Regions from separate parts of the Mus musculus genome. Here all the other regions are linked to region 3. A link is a contact called in public promoter capture Hi-C data. All regions are on one chromosome and are shown on one strand. Each heading gives the region's core, a stretch centred on a gene start, on an enhancer-like site or on the middle of the called end of the contact. The rest is flanking DNA. Distances are from core to core; before and after follow the strand shown.

Evidence for each region. Promoter capture Hi-C pulls out the DNA fragments that hold promoters and counts their contacts. Capture Hi-C pulls out chosen DNA fragments and counts their contacts.
Region 1: a promoter capture Hi-C map of liver shows a contact between it and region 3, with 3 times the contacts expected there. The contact joins the promoter of Dll3 here to the promoter of Zfp790 in region 3. A contact is called at or near these places in 2 of 39 promoter capture datasets (liver and neutrophils), 1 of 115 datasets of contacts at active chromatin or transcription factors (astrocytes) and 1 of 9 other capture datasets (liver).
Region 2: a contact with region 3 is called in a promoter capture Hi-C map of pre-B cells, with 2.3 times the contacts expected there. The contact joins the promoter of Sirt2 here to the promoter of Zfp790 in region 3. A contact is called at or near these places in 4 of 39 promoter capture datasets (cranial neural crest, liver and pre-B cells).
Region 4: a promoter capture Hi-C map of liver shows a contact between it and region 3, with 2.1 times the contacts expected there. The contact joins the promoter of Gmfg here to the promoter of Zfp790 in region 3. A contact is called at or near these places in 2 of 39 promoter capture datasets (liver and pre-B cells) and 1 of 115 datasets of contacts at active chromatin or transcription factors (bone marrow-derived macrophages).
Region 5: a promoter capture Hi-C map of adipose tissue shows a contact between it and region 3, with 3 times the contacts expected there. The contact joins the promoter of Eid2b here to the promoter of Zfp790 in region 3. A contact is called at or near these places in 1 of 39 promoter capture datasets (hippocampal neurons) and 2 of 9 other capture datasets (adipose tissue and liver).
Region 6: a promoter capture Hi-C map of liver shows a contact between it and region 3, with 2.4 times the contacts expected there. The contact joins the promoter of Hnrnpl here to the promoter of Zfp790 in region 3. A contact is called at or near these places in 2 of 39 promoter capture datasets (liver and pre-B cells).

What each region holds. Positions count from the first base shown.
Region 1 is chr7:28,300,265-28,303,895 of GRCm38.p6, reverse strand. It overlaps Dll3 (delta like canonical Notch ligand 3), which reads left to right and starts at 2,111. Exons shown (of 9, transcript NM_007866.2): 1 at 2,111-2,212; 2 at 2,331-2,612. The coding sequence starts at 2,150.
Region 2 is chr7:28,765,239-28,769,094 of GRCm38.p6, reverse strand. It overlaps Sirt2 (sirtuin 2), which reads right to left and starts at 2,343. Exons shown (of 16, transcript NM_022432.4): 1 at 2,228-2,343; 2 at 1,417-1,463. The coding sequence starts at 2,243. It overlaps Nfkbib (nuclear factor of kappa light polypeptide gene enhancer in B cells inhibitor, beta), which reads left to right and starts at 2,451. Exons shown (of 6, transcript NM_001306222.1): 1 at 2,451-2,851. The coding sequence starts at 2,673.
Region 3 is chr7:29,814,671-29,818,400 of GRCm38.p6, reverse strand. It overlaps Zfp790 (zinc finger protein 790), which reads right to left and starts at 2,329. Exons shown (of 5, transcript NM_146185.2): 1 at 2,112-2,329.
Region 4 is chr7:28,438,932-28,442,321 of GRCm38.p6, reverse strand. It overlaps Gmfg (glia maturation factor, gamma), which reads right to left and starts at 1,385. Exons shown (of 7, transcript NM_001039192.2): 1 at 1,281-1,385; 2 at 792-888; 3 at 604-653. The coding sequence starts at 1,283.
Region 5 is chr7:28,276,046-28,279,460 of GRCm38.p6, reverse strand. Eid2b (EP300 interacting inhibitor of differentiation 2B) reads right to left here and starts at 1,755. Exons shown (of 1, transcript NM_001177427.1): 1 at 1-1,755. The coding sequence starts at 1,680. The coding sequence ends at 1,225.
Region 6 is chr7:28,808,847-28,812,452 of GRCm38.p6, reverse strand. It overlaps Hnrnpl (heterogeneous nuclear ribonucleoprotein L), which reads right to left and starts at 1,563. Exons shown (of 13, transcript NM_177301.5): 1 at 1,285-1,563. The coding sequence starts at 1,542.

The DNA of each region.
Region 1 (3,631 bases), core at 862-3,361, 1.5 Mb after region 3:
TGTACCCCTACAGTCTTCTAGAATGGATTTGAAATGTGACTTAAGTCTGCTACCTCAGCCCTGTCTCGTGTCACTCCCACTGGAGGAGAGAATTGAACATAGGTGCAGGAGCCCTGAGACAGTGCTCATATGATGAGGCGGGAAGCATTTAACCCCAAATGCCCTGTTCTCCAGGGCTCTCTGTGTGGAGTCGTTTGTGTGTATAGTCATGTCCCCTCCTCACACCCCAAGACAGTAGTGAACAAGGCTGCTAGGAAGCAGTGTCCTACTGTTCCCTCAGGGGAGATGTAAGGCAGGCAGTTGTGGGGGGATAGAGATAAAAAATGGGGGCAGAGAAAAGGGGAACACATAAGACTATAATTCTAGCTATTCGGGAAACAGGCAGGCAGGAGTGTGGAGGGTTTTGGGCTGGCCACTCTGTCTCAGACTAGGCAAGGGCTGGGGTGGTAGCTCAGCCGGAGTGCTAACCTAACAGGCATAAGGAGTGTTCACAGGAAAGAGAACTGAGGAGAGAAGCAGTGGTTTGGGGCCTTAGAGGTGTTTGTTTGTTTTATATTTTTATATGTCTGGGGGCAGAGTAGGCATGGGCATCCGGTAAGAGAAGAGTGGTGGGGGTAGTTCCTGGCCATGTGGATCCACGGGTGAAAACAGGCTTGGCAGAAAGTGCCCTGCCTAAGTCATCTCACCAGCTGGAAGATGCTGTTTTAGACCGGATGGAATGATCTGGAGCGCCTCTTTGGAAGGTGTGTGCCAGCAGAGTCTACAGTGAGAGGAAAAGCTCCTGGGATGGCTGGTCGGGCAGGCATGATCGTCCCAGGGCCTCAGCCTTTGCTGTTCACAATGTGTTTGCTCCAGGATCCTCCTCACACCCCAGGCCTTAGCAGGGGCTCTGTTTCTGTGCGTAACAAAGTCCTAAACAGCTAAGACTTTCAGAAATCCCTTAAAGTCTGCTTTATTTGTGATTCAGAGCTCTGGAAATACCACCTTGCCTCGTGGTGAAGCAAAACCAGGTGTGGTAGGGTTTTGTGGTATTTTCCTGTATTGGTTTTGAGAAAGGCTTTATGTCGTCTAGGCTGGCTTCTTTCTCTTGTTTGTCCTGCTTCTGCACTGCTGGGATTACAGGTCTGCCATGCCCACCCACGCCTCTTTTTCGACTAAACATTTAGTGGGACTATAGCCGTCTCCCCTCTACAAGACAAATGTGGATATAGGAGCAACTTATATTTTCCCTAAAATTACTAGCTCTGAGTATTAACTTAGTATTTACTGGGGGTGGGGAGTGGGTTTCCTCTGTTTCTGCAGCCTTGCTCACCGTCTGACTTCAGCACACTAGCCTGGGCACCTGCACCTAAATTGTTTTACTTGCCTGGATCCTGCGAAATCCCACCTCCTCGCCCCCCGGGGTGGGATGAGCAGCTCCATTCATCTGGGGTGGAGAGTGGGGCCCTGGTGCCCGAAGACTGAAGACTAATTTCCTGTCCGTTTGCCTCTCACACCTTCCTGAGCCCAAATGGGAGGCCCAGCTGCGGCCCAAGGGGGAGGGGCACGGCCGCCCGGCAGATGGCGACATTTACATACAGCTGGGAGGCCCCTCCAAGACCAGGATCCTAGCCTGGCGTCTGGTGGCGATACTGGCTTCGCGGAGGGGGGGCTTTGTTTTAAGAAGGGGAAACACACATGCATACACACGAGAGGTCTTCCACAAACACACAGGGGTCCACACAAAGAACTCAGGATTCTTCCTCACCGCCTCCTCTGTGGGGCTCCGAAACACAACCTCACACACAGCCGGCTGGAGACGCATTCACTGCACTCATGGGTTCATAGGGTCCTCCACAGCGGACAGGAGCTCACATAAGTACATACATGATAGAGAGGAATGCACCTGTATTTCCGTTCTCCCACTTCAGTACGCACAGTATCTTAGAAATTAACCCCTGCCGCTTTCAGATTGGCGCATGCAATCACACTCAGGATGAACCTCACCAAGTCGCCCACATAGAGTTACTGTATCCCTTTCCCTGGGACCCCTCTCGGCCGGTAGCTAAAAGACTGGCCTGAAGGGGCGGAGCGTCCCCTCAAATATAAGACTCCGGCATCCAGCAGCTGCGACTCCTGAGACTATTTCCCCATCCTGTCCCCCAAAGCAATGGTCTCTCTGCAGGTGTCTCCGCTTTCCCAGACGCTGATCCTGGCTTTTCTTCTTCCTCAGGTCAGATACAGAAAGGAAAGGAACAGATGGGGTTGGGCCGAGACCTGGAGGTCTTAGAGACTTTCATGGGGCACACAGATACCTAGGTCCCTTAACCTTGTGGCCCTCTCTGTCCCAGGCACTGCCAGCTGGTGTCTTCGAGCTACAAATTCATTCTTTCGGGCCAGGCCCAGGCCTCGGGACCCCACGCTCCCCCTGCAACGCCCGAGGCCCTTGCCGCCTCTTCTTCAGGGTCTGCCTGAAGCCCGGAGTCTCCCAGGAGGCCACCGAGTCCCTGTGCGCCCTGGGCGCAGCACTGAGCACGAGCGTCCCGGTCTATACGGAGCACCCCGGAGAGTCAGCGGCTGCCCTGCCGCTGCCTGATGGCCTCGTACGTGTGCCCTTCCGCGATGCTTGGCCGGTGAGTCCAACCTCCACCTCTTTCTGTCCCCCCCCAGCTCCCGACACCATCCCGTGCCCCAGAGCCTTTACTACCCCCTCCTCTCCGAAACCCACATTCCCAGACCCCCTCCGCTATTCTCTTCAGGGATGTCTTAAAACTGGGCTTCTCATCTTTTTGTGGTTGTGTGTGTGTGTGTGTGTGTGTGTGTGTGTGTGTGTGTGTGTGTGTGTGTTATACTCACGAATACGCTTTACAGCGATATGTGGACAATTTCAGTTCTGCCCTTTATTTACCATGTGGGACCCAGGGGGTTGGACTAAGGTTTTCAGTAAGTGTTTTTTACCCAGTGAATCCTCTTCTCATCCTGTTTTGTTGTTATTGTTTGTATTTTGTTTTGTATTTTTAGAGACAAGCCTGGCTGTCTCTGAGTTCACTATGTAGCTAAATCTGGTCGTGAGTTCCTGATCCTCCTGTCTTCACTCACTCCCATCTCCCAAGTGCTGGAGTTATGGGGTGCAATAGCAAGTCGAGTTGGGGTCTTTGTCTTTATTCTAGATCTCTTCTTTGGACCTGGGGCTCCTCTCAAGCACTTTCTTGAGGTCACCTAATCTCTCATGTTTCCAGCCTTAGTTCTTTTGGTTGGGACATCAGGTCACTTACTGAATCCTGGTCCCCATCCCTGTACCCTGCACATCTCAAAAAGAATCAGGGCCCGTATTTGAAATGTAGACATTGTTGGGAACTTTTTCCATATTTTATTTCCTCACCTGTAGATGGGAACACCTTAGTATGTCCTTTTGGACAGGGTCTTGCTAGATACCCCAAACTAACCTCATATTTGAAACCCTCCTATCTCAGCCTCCTGAGCGCTGGGATTACAGGTATGTGCAAACACACTTGGCACAATGGCGTATCCAGAATGAGACCAAAATGCTCCTGGCTCCCGGGGCAGCTCCTTCTGGGAATGCTCCGTAGCTCAGTCCCAGAGCTGGCTTCCAGACTCCGTGCTGTGTTCTGGAGGTCAGTGAGCTTCCCTG
Region 2 (3,856 bases), core at 1,094-3,593, 1.0 Mb after region 3:
CACAGCAGGCTGTCACAGCTCTTATGGGGGTATTGTTGACCACAGCTTCTGCACCTGCCTCCCTTCGAAGTGTGGTCTCATAGGATGAGCATGCTGGCATTCAGTGGTTGTAGGCATGGTCCAGTACACTGTTTCCCAACCTGTGGGACACAATCCCTTTAGGGATCAAGCGACCCTCTCTTGGGGGGGGGGTCCCATATCAGATATCCTACATATCTGATATTTACATTATAGTTCATAACAGTAGCAAAAGGACAGTTATGAAGTAGTAACAAAATAATTTTATGGTTGGAGGGACACCACACCGTTGGAGCTACATTAAAAGGTTGCAGCATTAGGAAGATTGAGAACCACTCCTCGAGTATATGAGGACAACCTGGCCTCTGGGGGAACCGGAGGCCTTGGCACGTGTCTTCAAACATCTTTGAGATGGCTCATCTACACTCCACTGAAGCTGCAGCATCTTTCGGAGCCCATTTCCCCATAAGTTTCAAGCCCTTTCCTTTCTACCCAAAGAACACAGGGGTTAACAGTTTTCACCAAGTAAGCTGCTCATCTGTAACACAGCCATGAGAGGCCTTCCCTTCACTGGGATGCTGCAAAGATTAAATGAAGTCATGTACATTAAAATTCAGGCAGAGTATCAATAAATGACCACGCCAGCAACCCAACTACTGAAACATCTACTATCCCTTCGTGCTCTCAGGCCTGTACCCTGCATGGAACACCACCTCCGATCTCATTTAAGAAAATCCCTTATCACTTCACTTATACGACACTGTGACTATATCTTGGTCTTGTTCCTAGATCAGCTTGTGGGTTCCACCAGGGGAGAGTTTGGCTAGAATCTTCTATAATCTCTGACCCACAGAGTTTGCCCGGTACTCCAGGGGTATGCTCTCTCCCTTCCTCCCTCCTTTTTTGAGACTGGGTCTCACCATATGGCCCAAGCTGCCTCTCCTTTCTCCATCCTCCTACCTCACTTCCCCCCTCCCCTGCCCCCCCCCATGTGCTGGCATTACAGGGGGCTGGCACCACACCCAGCTTCGATACTTTTATAACGTGCCCTATAGGGTCCTTTCCCCCACCTCATAGGATCTGAGTTTGCGGATTGAACTGGAAAACCGTCTCTTTCAGGTCCAGCACAAATGAGGTTCAGAAGGGGCTGAGGATGGGATGGGCAACAGTAGGAAACGAGGACGATATGGAAGGGAACCAGGGGTTGAGGCTATACATTTTCCTTGACAGTCCCAAGAAGCCACCATTCTCCCAGGAGATTGTACTAATCCCCAGATGGGCTTGGGGATCAGGGCCATAAGCCAAGGGCCCTTGGGTAAAAGCCTTCCCTTGCCACCTCCCCCCAGTGCGGCACGTGGAACCAAGTCTCTCCTTCCCTCCACCCCTTCCCCATCTCACCTGAGCCTCCTGCACCTTCCCTGCCTGGGTCTCCAGAGGGTCAGAGGCTGGGGAGGAGGGGAGCAGACGTGGTTACAGTGCGGGGAAAGAGTTAAGCAGAAGGGCTCACAATGGTGGAGGACAAGAGGACCCACCAACCTAATTATTTCAGAGTCAGGGATGGTAGTAAAACTATCGGAGATGGGAAAAGGCATATTTTAGAGTGGAGGTATGTGTGACGTGAAAAGGCTGAGGAGGGGAATCTTTAGGAGGAGAAAGCAGGCGAGACTGGACTGAAGGAAGGTTTCAGAGTTAAGCAGGATATGGTAGCATGTGCGAGTCGAGAGAATGAGGGAGGGCTAAGTTTTTCAAGAGACGTAAGTAGGGATACTTCTGCTGAGAGTTGAGTGTGGGAGAGGAGATGCAGTGAAGGTAGGAGGTTTAGGAGAGGCACAAGAACTGAAGGAATGAGATAGTAAGGGGCCACAGGGGTCCCCGGAACCCATCCTACAGTTGCCCTTAACAACAGACAACCTTAGCAACCGGGATAGTGGTAACTTTGGTCCTTAGCAACGAGGGTCCTCAGCAGCCAAAGTACGAGAAATGCGATCATTAAGAACTTGACAATCGGACCCTTACATTTCACAATCCAGAAACCAACCAACCTAGTAATACGGACCACTTAGCAACACCCCTCCGAATCCCACTCCCTTCAGGTAGATCCTGTCTCCCGCCCCACCGAGCCTACCCTCGGGCCCCGGGGCCTGCAGCCCAAAGCCAGGCCCCGGCGCGGCCCGACCCTCCCACCCTCCCAACAGGGCCCCTAACTCACGGTCCGGCTCGGCCATGGGAACGGGGTGGGGGCCCTCGGGACTGTCACCGACTGCTCTGTCCCGTGACGGCAGCGGAAACAAGAAGAGGCCGAGATAGGATAGAGAACTACAACTCCCGGCAGGCAATGCGATCCCCATAACCGCTTTCGTACAATGTGCCTCTCATGTTATCAAACTACAAATCCCAAAAAGCCTGGCGCCGGCGGCCATATTGATAAAGGGCGTCTGGAAAATGTGGGGAAACTCAGCGAGCGAATGTCCACCTCATTTTTCTGATTGGCTGTGGTGCAGTACAGGGGCGGGGTGTAGCTATTTAAAACATTTTGATTGGGTATATGAGGGGGCGTGTTGGGGAATTCCCGATAGGGCGGAAGCACTGGAGCTCATCGCAGAGCCCAGCGACAGGCAGGCGACCACAGGGGGCCACCCGAGGTGGCTGGGGCCATGGCCGGGGTCGCGTGCTTGGGGAAAACTGCGGATGCCGATGAATGGTGCGACAGCGGCCTGGGCTCTCTAGGTCCCGACGCAGCGGCTCCCGGAGGACCAGGTCTGGGCGCAGAGCTTGGCCCAGAGCTGTCGTGGGCGCCCTTAGTCTTTGGCTACGTCACTGAGGATGGGGACACGTGAGTAAACCTTAAATTACTAGACTGAGCCCTGGGATCTTACCTGAGTCCCCTTTAGCCTACGATTCCTGTGACTTCGTATCGTCTCGTTCCTAACTCTTGATTTCCGATGCTGGACTTCCTGGCCCTTAACCCCCAAACACTAAATTGTGAGACTGGTACGCTTTCACACAGTCAAGTGTCTCACCTTTTTTGAACTCTATAAATTTGAGCTCCTGATCCCCAAATCGGATCTGAACCTTTCCGACCACTCTAGTTCCCACATCTTCTTACCTCTTACTTCCAGATGTAGTCTTTGGTCTTTGGCTATTCTTGTATAAGCCAGATTTTGATTTCAAAACTAGTTCTTGGCCCTGAGTCTCTGAAGCTGACACGTCCAGTATTGACCCTGCAGTTAAGAAATTGAGCTGGTGGGTGTCATGGCTCTCACAGCACTTGGAAGGCAAAGGCAGGTGGATCTCTGTGAATTTGAGGCCACCTGATTGAGTTCCCTGCCAGCCAGAGCTACATAAGATGTAGAAACTCTATTCTATGAGGCTAGATTCATCTGTTAGCCAAATGCTTCTCCCAAACTACCACCTTCCAATCCCTGGTTTTAGTTTAGCTGAGTGTGATGGTACACACTTGTCATTCTGGCACTCGAGGGGCTGAGGCAGGAGGATCACTAGTCCGAGGACAGCCTGGAAGGACCCAGTATCAAAAAGGAGGGAAGAGGAAAAGGAGGAGAGGGTGACTGAAAAAAGGTTAAAGAGTAGGAAATGTTGATTAGTAGATAAGCTGGGGAGAAGGGATGGTTGTGGTGACGGCGTGCATTAAGGGATTGTACCCGGGATTTTCTTGTCCTTTGTGCTTATTGCGTATGCCCAGTGACTCAGTGCCTGACCCATGAGGGGAACCCAACAAACACTCATCTTAAAGAGCCAGGAGTAGTTGCCTTAGTTTTCACTTTCTACTTTGTTGGTTCCTGTTCCTTTATTATTTCCCTCTGGTTACTTTGGGTCTGGT
Region 3 (3,730 bases), core at 1,080-3,579:
AAACAGAAATACTTTAGTCCCATCCTCCAAATGCTCTTTAAAAATAAATAAATAAATAAATGTGTCTGGACGTCAGATCCCCTGAAGCTGGGGTTGCAGCCAGTTGTGAGACACCATGAGGGTAGTGGGGTTCAAAGCCAGCTCCTCTCCAAGAGCAGCCATCTCTCCATGCCTTTCAGTTATCCTTACAGCTGTGCTGTAAGTGCCTGCTCGCGGTTGTTCTTGTTCTCTGGTATACTGATGCCATTCCGTCCGACTGTTTGCTTGCTTAAGTTCCAGTAGAGGAAGATGGTTCATATCAACTAAAACTTAAGAGCCAGGCTTATGAGGAAGTCTTGAAGGCACTTCAATGGTGTCAGCCCCTCAATGGGCATCTGTGCCAGGCATGGTTCTCATTCGGCTACTGAGCTTAGAACTCCTTCATGGTTCTGTCCAGCAGTCTCTTGCTCAACTAGGCTGCATCCAGTTCAGTGAAGTTATCATCTCCCTACCTGAGAGTGGATGATGCAAGACTTGAATTTTAAATCAAATACCAACTCACTGGAAGGGTGTGATGGGGCTCCCCCACAGCCCTAGCTAGCACTTGGAGAGTGGAGCTGGGAGGGTCCGGGTTCAGCCCTAGACTCTGAACTGACATGTATCCTGTTTGAGACCAGCGTAAGCTACAGCCTATCTCAAAAACAAAAACTACCACTTGACAACTGTGCTTGGTCTTTAATGATGCTACCATATGTGTGTGTGTGTGTGTGTGTATATACACACATATAGATACATATATATGTATACATATATGTGTACATATATACATGCATGCCAGGCATGGTGGCCCACAACTGAAATATCAGCATTGGCAGATGAATCTTTGAGTTCACTATGAGTATGTATTTAAATAGTAAGTCCTAGGCTAGTCAGGGCTACATAGAGAGGCCCTGTCTCAAAAACAGAAAGGGAATGGGGCAGGCTTATGGTACTGAGGTTTCTATTTAATTCAGATAAAGAAATGAGATGACATTTACCTTCTAAATCTGGCTGATCTGGACACACACCGTTGCGGCTGTGTCCACTGACTCTGGATGCTATGGACACACACCGCTGTGGCCGTGTCCACTGACTCTGGCTGATATAGACACACACCGCTGCGGCTGTGTCCACTGACTCTGGCTGATCTGGACACAAACCGCTGTGGCTGTGTCCACTGACTCTGGCTGATATGGACACACACCGCTGCGGCTGTGTCCACTGACTCTGGCTGATATGGACACACACCGCTGCGGCTGTGTCCACTGACTCTGGCTGATATGAACACACACCGCTGTGGCTGTGTCCACTGACTCTGGCTGATATGGACACACACCTCTATGGCTGTGTCCCACTGGCTCTTAAGTACTGTGTGCAGCTTGTTTTAATCATGGTGATGCTGCTCTCTGTAATAAACTTCCGTTTATCACCTTCTGGAGCAGGGCATGGTAGTTCACACCTGTTATCCCAGACCTTGAAAGTCAGGAGGACGGCCTCTGAAGGGTGACCAGGGCTAAACAGCAAGATCCTGTCTAAACAACAAACCAACAGAAACCACTTGACAAGAGGATCTGGAGTTCAGGTCAACCTTGGTTATAAAGAGAATTGCAAGCCAGCCTCAAAATCAAACCTTACCTGTGTCTCCTCAGGAACTCTCTAGAGAAGGGACGATGTCTGCTTGGGGTACCCTGAGCGTTAATAACGCCCCCCCCCAAAAAAAAACCACCCCGACTGACAAAACACTGTGTTAAAAATAAAAAGTCGGCTATATTGCCTGTAGATTGCCTACGCCGCACAATTAACTTACAGAAAAATAACAATGCTAATTAGTTATTATCAGCTATACATTTTCCCTCCCACAGACACTCCAGAAGACCGCACTTACTAATCGTAATTTGAAAAGAAAATGAGATTTAGGAAGCTTCCGCTATCTCTATAATCTCAGCCACTCCTGTACAGGGATCCATCCAGTCGAGACCCAATCCCCAAGAACCATTCGATCCGCATACAATGTCTCCTCCCCACAACAGCTCGCTCCACTCACAAAGCGCCACAGCTCGAGCCCAACTCTTGCTCACGCTCATTTTCCTTACCTCGCAGTTTCTCTGCCGTCCAACTCCTCCCAGATCCAGCCGCGCATGCAATCTAACCTCCCTATGCTTTCTCTCACACACGCTCAGGGCTGTCATTGCGTACTCTTGCACCTACAGGACGAGGCTTCCTCTTGGTCAGACTGCCAATGCTGGGTTGGTCTTAGCGCTGGGGTCCTACATTCCGGTCTGTGGCCCCAACTTCCAGCAGGAAGTCGAATTCGGAACAGCCTCCTTAGACAGATTTCCGCCTGGGGATTGGATGACTCAGCCTACTCGAGCCATGCGCCTCCGGTCACCAGCACGGCCTTGAACTACATTTCCCAGAATACCTCGGTTCCCTGGAAACTCGCAGTGCTGAGATAGTGCTGGGTCGAGGAGCCTGATCTAGGTCTATGAAGTCTTTCACCGCTGGGATTTCCTCACGATTCCGACGAATAGCCGAACACTTTGTATCTGTTGTTCAGGCCACAGCTTTCAGCCCCTGACATTTCCAGGCGTTGTATTTCCCTCTCCTGGGAGCCTTTTTTAAGGAGTGGGCAGGGTACTCCTGACAGGTTTGGGGAGAACTTTAGGGATAATGAGACGCCTTTGGTGCCAAGGGTTTGGATGCACCATCCTGTGCAGTGCAATGAAGCTGACTCCGGGAGATCCGGAGCTGTGTAGAATTGTTATCATGTGTCTGGGTGGTAGTCTAGGGGATATGGAGGCAGAGAGGATTCCTTGATTGGTGAGTATGATCGCATCCATTGTGTGTGTGGCTGGAGTCTGTGTGACCGTTTTGTGCCATGCTTTTTTTTTTTTTTTACCAGTGTGAGGTCCCTCGAGTGTGAGGTCCCTGGGCTTTTGTGTTTGTGAGCATTTGCCTAACTTTGGGAGCGTGTGAGGTGACCGACTGAGGTGTGACTGCTTCCCAGTGGACCTTTTCTAATTTCGGTAGAGGTAAGGTGAGGGTGGGGGCAACAGTGACTGTGATTGGCTCTCCCTGTTAAGGCTTCCGTGTGGGGTGGATTGTATTTTCGTTTGAGGCACCCATAGCTTTTGTGTCCCCGTGGTGTGGGATTAATTGGAGAGTCACTATAGGTGAGGCAACTTTGTACCTTTGTGACTCCAGCCAAGGGGACTTGTGTCACATCCTGGGGGTAGACTCTGTCCTTATCTACAGTCACCCTACTTTTGTCTGGTGTTTCCATTGCATAGGAAGCCCCTAGGCTTCTCTGATTTCTTGATAGGTGCTATGGCTGTTGGGCCAAAATGATCTCTGAAATGGTTGAATATGCATCTACAAGAGCCTAGTGTGTGTCACACTTTTTTTTTTTTTTAATTCCCGAGTTCTGTCCTGTAGCTTATGATTTCCTGACATCCCTTTACTTTTGTCAAGATGTGGCTTGTTTTCCTCCTGTTGAAAATTCTGGCCCATCCTGTGACTGCATTCCTGTAGTGTACCCTGAAGTGGAAGTTTAAGGAAATGTCAGGTGATGCAGACCCATGTGATATTTGGAGAGAGTATAAATAGGAGTCAACCCACAGTGACTAGTGTATAGCTAGCTTTGCATTGCTTTGCTGGTTTCAAGTCTTTGCTGATCTTTGCTTCATTGTACCGTATTAACTGCTCTTAAGTC
Region 4 (3,390 bases), core at 136-2,635, 1.4 Mb after region 3:
TGGTGGCCCCGGGTACTATAAGAAAATAGTTTGACCACGCCACGAGAGGCCTGTGAGCAGCACTCTTCCATGGCCTCTGCATCAGCTCCTGCCTCCAGGTGCCAGTCACGTTTGAGTTCCTGCCCTGACTTTCCTCAGTGGATTGTGATTCAGGCTATGTAAGCCAAATAAACCCTTCTCTTCCTAACTTGCTTTTGGTCGTAGTGGTTCATCACAGCAATAGTGACCCTAACTGAAGCACCTGGCTTTTTTTTGCCCTCGAACTCACTCTGTAGACCAGGCTGGCCTCAAGCACACAGAGAAATCTGCCTGCTTCTATCTCTTGCATTGGGGTATTAAAAGTCAGTGCCACCACACCCAGCCTTATTTGGCTTTTTGATACAGGGTCTTGTGTAGTCCAGGCTAGCCTCCAACTTAACACTGTAGCCAAGAATGACCTTGAATCCTGGTCCCTCTCTCTGCACCCTTAGAGTGCCAGCATTAGAAAAGCATGTGTCACGGTGCCCTGTTTATGAGGTAGCTGATCCAACCCTGGCGCACCCTCCCAACTTTGTCCCCAGACATCTTCCTGTATTTGGAATGTCCAGAATCCCAGCCCCTCACCTGGAGTTCATCCTCCAGCACCACCATCTGCCGGTCTTTGTCCACTTTCACTGGGGAGGGATAGAACACAGATTACAGACCCCTCGCCATTCCAGGGGACACCAGCCCAGACTTCCCTGCCTTGCTGTTCCCCCCCCCCCGACAGCCCCCCCCCCCGTGCCACCCTTGAGAGGGCAGAGGTCACTGACTTATGATGGCGGCATTGTTGGTCTCTTTTCGGAAACGAAATTTCCTCAATGTTTCCTTTAGCTCCGGGTCCACTTCACACACCACCAGGGAGTCCGACTGCCAATGGGACAGGGAAGAGCTGAGCCGGCTTAGCTTCTAACCTGGCCCCTTTCCTGACCCAAGTATCTTCGTAAGTCAATGAAGACGCTGAAACTAGCCTAGATGAGTGGCCTTTGGCAAACACCTGGATAGGGAGGCAGTTACTAAGACACACAGTTCAGCTCCGAGGGACACACAGGGGCCAGGTACCACCTTCCTGGAGGATTCCCTTGGATTACTCCAAAAGACCTAAGCATCTGCTTGCCTGAGGCCTCTACCTCTACGACCAAGCTTTGTCAAGACTGGGTCCCTTCCCTTCCTGCCTGTGACCTTCATCCCCCATCTGACCTCCATCCAGGTCACCCTGAACTCGGCCCCCTCACCCTTCCTTGTCACCCAGGCCCTCTGACCATGTTTTTCTGTCCTTAGGCCTCTTCTCAGTTCCTCTGTCTTCTAGGGGTGGGGACCCCAGGCTGAGAGGGATGGGCTATGAAAGGGGGAAGCTTTCCTCTAACACCACATCCTGTTTATGCCTAGCCTAGGACAACTGTCACAAAGGGCTCCTCCCCTTCCTTCCTTCCCTGCATCTGTCAGAACCTGTGAGGCTTTTCAGTCACTAAGATGGGGGTTCGAATACTGCCTCACTGTGGCCCTAGTTAAATTTGCAACTCTGGTCTGGGATTGCTGTGAAGAGAAAAAAACTTCACCTATCTCCCAGATAGAGATGCCTAAAAAGAGGAAATAAGTCTGGTACTGTGGAAAACACGTTTATTCTTTATTTTCTTGTTTTTTCAAGACAGGGTCTCTCTGTATAGGTCCTCTCTTATAGACCAGGCTGGCGTTGAACTCAAAGATCAGCCCGTCTCTGTCTCCCAAGTGCTGGGATTAAAGTTTGCTGTCACCCACTGCTAAATTCAACCATTCTACTAACTCCATTCTCCCAGGTCCCACTGCCTCTAGAGCAGTGACAGGCTACATAGAGAAACCCTGTCTCAAAAATTAATAAATGCTACCATGAAAATGGTGGCCTATTGTTGGAGTGATGTTTTTGTATACTGTGTCAAGATGTGTCTCTGTCCTTCCTTGCCTACCTCAGGTGTCCTCTGATAGGTTAAAATAAAAAGCCTATGGCCTATAGCAAAAGGCAGAAGAGCAAGGTGGGACTTCTGGACAGAGAAAGCAACTCTGGAAAAGAATCAATCGTGGTAGACATGGAGGAAATGGACTGTATGAAACCGAGGAGAGGTAACAAGTCACATAGCAGAACTTAGATTAGTATAAATGGAATAATTGAGTTACAAGCTATTTGGGAACACGCCTAGCTTAAGGCCAAAGCTATTAAATAAATATAATGGTCTCTGTGTTATTTGGGAGCAAGGGTAGGCATAGAAAAGGCCCAAACAGTTACAGCTTATTATATGTATATATATATGTGTGTGTAATACATGTGTGTGTAATAAGTATGTATATGTAATAAGTATATATATGTAATATGTATGTTTATATATACATCTATATACTATTATATATGTGTATATAATATAATTATAAATATATAACTAAATATATTTAATTAAATCTATACAATTCAAATATAATTTTTTTTTAATTTTTAAATTTTTAAAATTTATTTTATTTATGTGAGTATACTGTAGCTGTCTTCAAACACACCAGAAGAGGGCATCAGATCTTATTATAGGTGGCTGTGAGCCACCATGTGGTTGCTGGGAATTGAACTCAGGACCTCTGAAAGAGCAGTCAGTGCTCTTAACTGCTGAGCCATCTCTCCAGCCCCCAATTTAAATATAATTGCAATGTTTATTAATTATATAACATAATACATAATATACATTGATAGATATAGATATCTTCCAGCAGTCAGGATTGCCAAGTCTGAGGCCAACCTAGGTGACAACAGTGAACTCCAGAAGAGCCAGTGTTACACAGAGACACTGCATACCAAAAGACCAAAATAGGGCCGGTGAGGTGGCTCAGAAGGTAAAGGTACTTGCTACCAAGCCTGAAAAATTGAATTCATTCCTTGAACCCACATGGAAGGAGAGAACTGATTCCCACAAATTGTCCTCTGACCTCCGCAAGTGGGACGTGGCGTGTTCATGCATGCACAAACATAAACAAATAAACTCTAATGAGAAATGTAAAAGGACACAGGAGATTCTAGCTGAGCACGATGATGTGTGCCTGCAATTCCAGCACTGGGGAGCCAGAAGCAGGAGGATGGGGACCTGCAGGCCATTCTGAGCTACATAGCTCAGCTTTTTGTCAAAAACAACAAAACAGAGCCAGTTCTTTAATTTTAGAATTTGATAGGCAAAGAAAGACAGGAGATCAAGAGCTAAGGACAACCTTGGCTACATAGCAAATTTGAGGCCAACCTGGATTACAGTGAAGCCAGCCTGGGCATACACAAGGTCCTGTCTCAAAAAAAAAAAAAAAAAAAAAAAAAAAAAAGCAACATCAAAAAACAGGTGTTCCAGAGATAGCTCGCCATCTAGAACC
Region 5 (3,415 bases), core at 506-3,005, 1.5 Mb after region 3:
GATACAGACTTAAATAGTAGTCATTAAAAAAAAAAACCTATATAGAATTACTTCCATGATAACTGAACATATCAAACCTCAGATGCTGATATATGTACGTACTATGTAGATTTGTTTACATTGCACGTGGATGTGCACCAGTGGTGCTTGGAGGAAATGGGTGTGGATTCTTCCACCTTCACCTCTTGGGTCCAGGGATCAAATTCAGTAATAAGGCTTAGCAGCAGACACCTTTAACCACTGAGCCAAAACCCTACCCTACCTTGATTCAGAAGGAATGGGAGCAGGGCAAGAAGGCTTGGGGTCCATCCTCAGCACCCAAGATTGGGGGATAACTAGACTGGTACCAGTTCATATATGCCTTATAAAATCTGTTTGAAAAACCCTACAGAAAACACAAATCTGTATGGATACCTATTTTCAATTTGGCAGATAAGTTTAACTTCCCATAGTATCTTTTGCAGAATTTGAGTCTTGTGTCTGTATTATTTAAATAATCACTCATCTATTTCCGCATGGTTACAACTACACAAGGTCTGGAAAAATATTCATCTCACAACACATACATGGTTTTCCCTATCTGAATATTTACAACTCGTCTACAGAACATCAAACACAAGAAGTAACGATACATGGATCTTGTCAGCTGACGATGGGACGACCCTCAATTCTGAAATGTCCAAGTGGTTTACAGCTTTCTTCTTACTCAGTAAAACCCGGGAGGAACAGAATCTAGCAAGCACATCCCCTGGTTTCTTCCCGCATCTCCGCTGATTTCTATGGTCTTTTTCATTGATATTTCTTAGACTTCATCTTTGCAAAACCATCGTCCTTCGCAGTGAAGCAACCATGATTTTCAACAAATGCAGGGGAGGGAAAGATTGCTGACAGTCACAAGGTGGAAGTCAGAAGAGTCCTCTTTGCTTGTCAGCCTCAAGCCTCAAGTGCCCTTCTCTCTCCCGGCCTGCTTCATTCCACCCTGCCCACGGCTGGATTCTGGCATGGATTCCCCACCTCATGACATTTGCCCAGACATCTGCCTTTGCCCTTGATTCTAGGAGTCACCTGACTTCCTGGCCACCAATCTTTTATTTTTATTTTTTATTTTTAAAAGACAGTCTCCTGTAGCCCAGGCTGGCCTCCAACTCGCTACATGGCGGAGGATGACCTTGAAGTCCGGTCCTCCGGCCTCCTTCCTCGGAGGTTATAGGTGAAGGCCACCCCTCAGTCGGCGTTGGGGCCGCGGGCGTCGGAGGCCGTGAGCGCCAGCATGAAGGCGCGGGCGTGCGAGTCCATCTGCGGGGGGTTGGCGTCGAAGGCCGCCTCCCTGGCCCTGCAGCCCTCCACGAACAGCCGGCGGCGCTCCTCGATTTCGTGGAGCAGCCTGGTGGGGATCAGGGGGTTGGTGTGCAGATAGTGTTGGAACATCCGCTGCTCGTACAGCTCTAGGAGGAGGAGCGGCGCGTGGACGTGCGGGATCGCCATCAGGCCCGCCACGCCGGGGAACTGCCCGGGAGCCAGGCCCGGGGCCGGCGCCATGGGCTGGGAGGCTGTGGCCAGCGGGTCTTCCTGGGCTTCGGGGACCGGACTGCCTCCGCCCAGTCCCACCTGCAGGACGTCGCCGACGCCGTTCATGGGGCTCAGGTCCGGGATCCTGCTCTCTCCGGGAAGCTCGGACATTGCCACCGTTGAATCCTCAGAAGCACCGGCTCCGGCGGCAGCGTGAAGATGTGCGCATGCGCGGGCCTCGGCGCCCTGGAAAACAAAAGTGCTTGCGCAAGGACGGGTGCCCGGACCTCTATCGCCCTCTAGGGGTGCCATGTGCCATTACCGCCACGGCCGCCTCAAGTTCTGAACCAGCAGGGGCGGCATCACATACTTTAATTTATTATTATTATTATTATTATTATTATTATTATTATTATTATTATTATTATTATTTTATTGCCTTGTTTGAGGCAGCGTCCATGTACATTTGGCTGGCCTGGAACTCATATATACACTCAGATCTGCCTGCTTCTGCCTCCAGAAAACTGGAATTAGCGGTGGTGGCGGCGCACGCCTTTAATACCAGCACTCCGGAGGCAGAAGCAGGTGGATCTCTGGAGCCAGATCCAGGACAGAGAAACCCCGTCTCAACAAACAAACAAACACATATATGGATGTTTTGTTACATATCTGTATATGTAAGCCATATGTGTGTCTGGATCCTAAGAAAATCTGAAGACGGTATCGGTAACTAGAGTTCCAGGGTGTTTGTGAACTGGGCTAGAGATAGCTCAGTGGCTGAGAACTTGCCTAGGGTGTAAGGTCTTGGGTTTGACCCCTATCTGAGAGACAGAGAAGAGAGAGAGGGGAGGGGGAAGGAAAGGTGGGGAGGGAGGAAGCAAGGTAGTTTTGAGCTACCACACAGGTTTTGGGAACTGAACCTGGGTTGTCTGAAAGAAAAAGTGCTTTTAATCTCCGGACTGTTTTTTAGTGTGTCTGTGTAAGTCGGAACCGTGCAGCTGTGGAGGTCAAGGTCAACGTCGTGGCCTTCTCTCCTTCCAACCTTATTGAACTCAAGGTGCTAGTCAGTTGTGCTCTACTCTGGCTTCTGTGTCACATTTAGCTTTGAGTGCGCACACGAGTTCGAGCCACGGCAGGTGTATGGAGATCAGAAGATAACTTTTAGGAGTCAGTTCCATCCTACCATGTGGACCCAAACTCAGGTTGTCAGGTTTGGCAAGTGAATGCCTCTACCTAGTGATCCATCTTGCTGGCATATTTTCTTCATTTTTGCTCGTTACGGTTGGTGTAGCCGTTTCTCTCGGCACTTCCATGCCTCTTTCCCCCACGCAGTGGCAGCACTTCCCTTACTTGAGTGTAATACACTGTTGAATCTCCTAGGGTGGCCACTGCCTGTCGATAATCTCAGAAAACAAGAGGGCTACCCGTGGTGGAGCACAGCTGCAATCCCAGTCTTTGGGAGGTAGAGGCAGGAAGATGAGATTATGTTCGTCCTGGGCTACTTGGCAAGTTCTAGGCCAGCCTGGGCTAATGTGAAAAGTGTGCTAAGAGTCTGAAATGCAGCTGTATCTCCGCCACGTAATCAACTCTGCACCTGCCTTCTCGTGCCTTTGAGGAACCCAGAGGCCACATGTCTCCAACCTGTCAATGCTGTCCCCAACACTCGCATCTGGAGCTCAAGCCTGTAACCCCAGCTACCTAGGTGTCCAATGCCGAAAAAGTTCAAGGGTAGCCTGGGCTACAGACTTCAAGGACAGTCTGGGCAACTAAGACCATGACTCAAAGTAAAAATAAGCCTAGGGTTAGAGGACCAGCGAGATGCTCAGCAGGTAATGCTGAGGATGTCTTCAGTTGCATCCCCTGGACCCACAGAGTGGGAGGAAGGCCAACTCCTGCAAGCTGTCTT
Region 6 (3,606 bases), core at 314-2,813, 1.0 Mb after region 3:
TTGAGGTTTGCCTTCCACAACCTTGAGTTCTAATCTTACTTCTGTTTGTCACTGGTGAGACTCAACCTAATTTACCCAGTGTCTTTCCTGCTTTGTAAAGGGAGTCCATAAAAGTCCCCATCTCAGAGGACCAACACCGAATGTGAGGTACCTCTCACCTTAAATGATTAGGGTGGGGGTAAGGCTCACCACACAGCCCATGAGATGTTCGGAGAACAACCTTTTGGAGTCTGTTCTCTCCTTCCACCTCATGGGCTCCCGTTGTCTAGCTTGGCAGTTAACTTACCAGACTCAACTAAAATGTCTTCCAAATCCTTGAGAAACCTAACACTGTAACAACAGGGAGAAGCTGATAAATGCATGAGCAGCAGCCTCATCAAGAGGGCACTGTTTGTTTGGCTTTTTGATAAGTCTCACAGCCTTGTCTGTCCTGGAATTAACTATGCATAAGAGGCTGGCCTCAAACCAAAGAGATTAAAGGCCTGTGACTCCGTGCCCACCGGAAGGACTTTAATAATAAACTTTTAAAAGGAATGCAAACTGCATCCTAACCCAGACACCATAATTGTGACCTTCAGAAGACTAAATAGGCTGAAAGACTCTATGCATAGCCACAGGACCATAATACAGTTTAGTTTATAAATGCCCCAATCCTGGAGCCCTAAGCAAATCGAGTGATAATTTCTAAGCTTGGCTCAATTCCCAAAGTTAAATCTGCCTTTCACAAATCGTCTTCCGTTTTTCAATGCACACAGTAAAAGAAGTTAAACAGTTTAATCTGGGCATTATAATTTTATAATTTCATCAAGTGAACTTCTATATGGAAACGACCATGATTAAAACTGCGACGGGGCGACTCGGTCAGGCCACCGCCCACCCGCTTCCCGCTCGCTGGCTGTGGTTGTAGAAACGCGCTTGCGCATAGGGACACGGAAAGAAGAGGAAAAAAAAAAAGATAAAGAAGTGAGGAGAAAAAAAAAAAACGGCCCGACCGCGTGCCTAGGCCCCCCACATGCCGGCCCGCGGCGCCTGCGCAGTGCGGTGCCTGCAGAGCCAGCCGCTTCCTCCGCCCCCTCAAGCCCCGCTTCGGATTGTGCGCACGCGCAAGCGCCTGTCCTCGCGCAAACCCCGCCGTTTGCCCAACGCCTGCCCCTCCCCCACCCACCAAAAAAGCGCGAGGGCTGCAGCGCCTGCGCAGAGATTTTTCCCCCCTGTGAAAAATAAATAGCTTTTTAAAGTACGAAATTTCCCCTTCCTTCCGGGAGTCTAAAGCCCCAGCCTCACCCCGCCGCCGCCGCCCGCCGCCCCGGAGCCTCCGCCGCCGCCGCCTCCGTGCTGGTCGCCGGCGTTTTCAGTCTTCAGCCGTTTAGGGGCTCGGCCTCCCTCGTTGCCGCCGCCGTAATAGCGACCACCGCCACCTCCGCCGCCCGCAGCCGCCATCTTCACCATCGCTCCCGCCCGCCTCAGCTGCTCGTCCGGCTGCTGCCTCTGCTCGAGCCGCCGACGCCGCTTCTCCGCCCGGGGCAGCAGCCTCCGCGACATGGCGGCGCAGAACCCGCCTCCCCCCGCCTCTCATTGGGGGAGGGACACGCCCGTCACTCGCCGCCCCCACCCGATAGGGGGAGCCACTGGCCCTATCTTGGGGGGAGGGGAAGTTTCCTCACGGTTCATTTCTATTGGATAGGACGCATGCCGTTCTATTGGAAAGACCGCCTCTGTTCGCCAATCGCACTCCTTATAGGTGAACGCTTCTTGCCAGTCATTCCGCCAGGCCCCACCTCCTTAAAATAAACTCTGATTTAATAGGCCAGATTTTTGGGATCGCTCCGCCTTCCCACAAACAGTAAATGGAAGTGGGCCTCCGAAGCTCCGCCTCCTTCCCGCTCTCATTGGTTTCCTAGCTAATCGGTCACTCTGAAATCCTTGCGTTTCCCAGTCACAACGACCATCTTCCCGCGCCACTCCGCTGGGATACAAGAAAGGCCTTCCCTTCTGTGTTCCTACAATTGTTCCCCCAGGTGCCCGTCTCGTACGTCAACACTCGATTGGTCAATGAAGAGTGGAAAGAATGCCCTATTGCCAGATGGTATAGGACGACTGATAGCTTCTGATTGGTGAAAAAGGAGAGCCCGTAGGCTCTCTGTGGCGCAATCTAGGAACCGGTCCCGAGAGAGCGCATGCGCTCCTGTACTTTTGGGGGGGGGGGGGGGCTTCAATAGAAGAGGTGACTTTAAGGGATACAACTACTCGAGTACCCGAACGGTCTTTCGCGCGTCTGTTGTTTGCAAGCTCCGGAAGTCTAGAGCAAGACAACAATTTGCAGCAGCTATAACCCATTAGAACGTTTACTTCACCTCTACCCTATCCTAAGCTGGAGGTTATTATTTTTAAAAGAACCTTCAAATCTGAGCACTTCTCACTAATAAAACACTCATTGATTGCCATGTGACTTTGGACCCTGGCAGGCACCGTCATTTCACTCTAAATTCAGTCATGGTGGTAGATCTTTATAGTTCAACTCGGTTCGCACTTGGCAACTGAGCACCCTGCGTCCTCCAGAGTGCTCTGTGGCTTAGACTCGCTACTTGGAGACTGCTCTGAAGCGATTGTCTCCTCCCAGGGTCCTGCGAAGCCCGAGAGCTGCAACGCCGACAAGTGCCCGCCGGGGAGCAAGCAGACAGGGAACGTACTGACGGAGGATCCGGATCCCGACCACAGACCCGTCCAGAGGCTTTATGGGGAAACTAGGGAGTCAAGAAGACTCTGGGATGTAGCTCAGCAATGGAACGCTTGCCTAGCACAGACAAGGCGCGTATCTACCCCCACCCCCACCACACGCACGCGCGCGCGCGCACACACACACACACACACACACACACGTCTTGAGACGGTGTAAGACTCACAGGCCGCTTCAAAACGTGCTGTGACACCTTTCCACCAGGTCATTCCCAAAGCGGATATCCGCTTGGTACTAAGTTTGAAATGTGAGTAAAGGCTCAGAGAACAGAACCCCGGGTGTTGGGATAAGTTTTAAGCATGGCGTAGTGGTTGCAAGCCTGTAATGCAGCGCTCTGGAGGCAGGATTGCCTTGAGTTCAGGGCTACCCTGGGATACAAAGGGATTCTCCTAATTAAAAAAGTTTGGAAGCGGTGGAGGCTGGTGAGGATATAAATGGATCTCCAGCCATTTCACTGGACACAGACACTCCAAAGAAGGCCCTCCCAACATGGGGTACGCCGCCAAGGCGTAGCAGGTGACGCACGGGGGGCGGGGAGGCGGCGCTCCCGCAGAAGGGCGGGGTCCCGCGTCTACGTCAGAGACGGTAGTGGGGGAGGGGAACGGGAGGTCTCCTATCCTCCCCCGCGCGGGTCCCGTATGCCCCTCATTCGGGCGTGCTGTCCGCACTAGGCTAAACCCTGTACGGTGCAAGCGGCTCGTAGACTACTCACGCCTGGGGCAGCTACTGGTGCCCACGCCCGTGCCCGCTGCTCCCGCAGCCTGTCCCCCGCCCTCCCGCCGGCGCAGCGACGTGCGTCCCGCAGGTCCCCCCACGCCCCCACATCCCTCCCCGACCCCTTGGCCCTGTCCCCTACCAGCTCGGCGGCG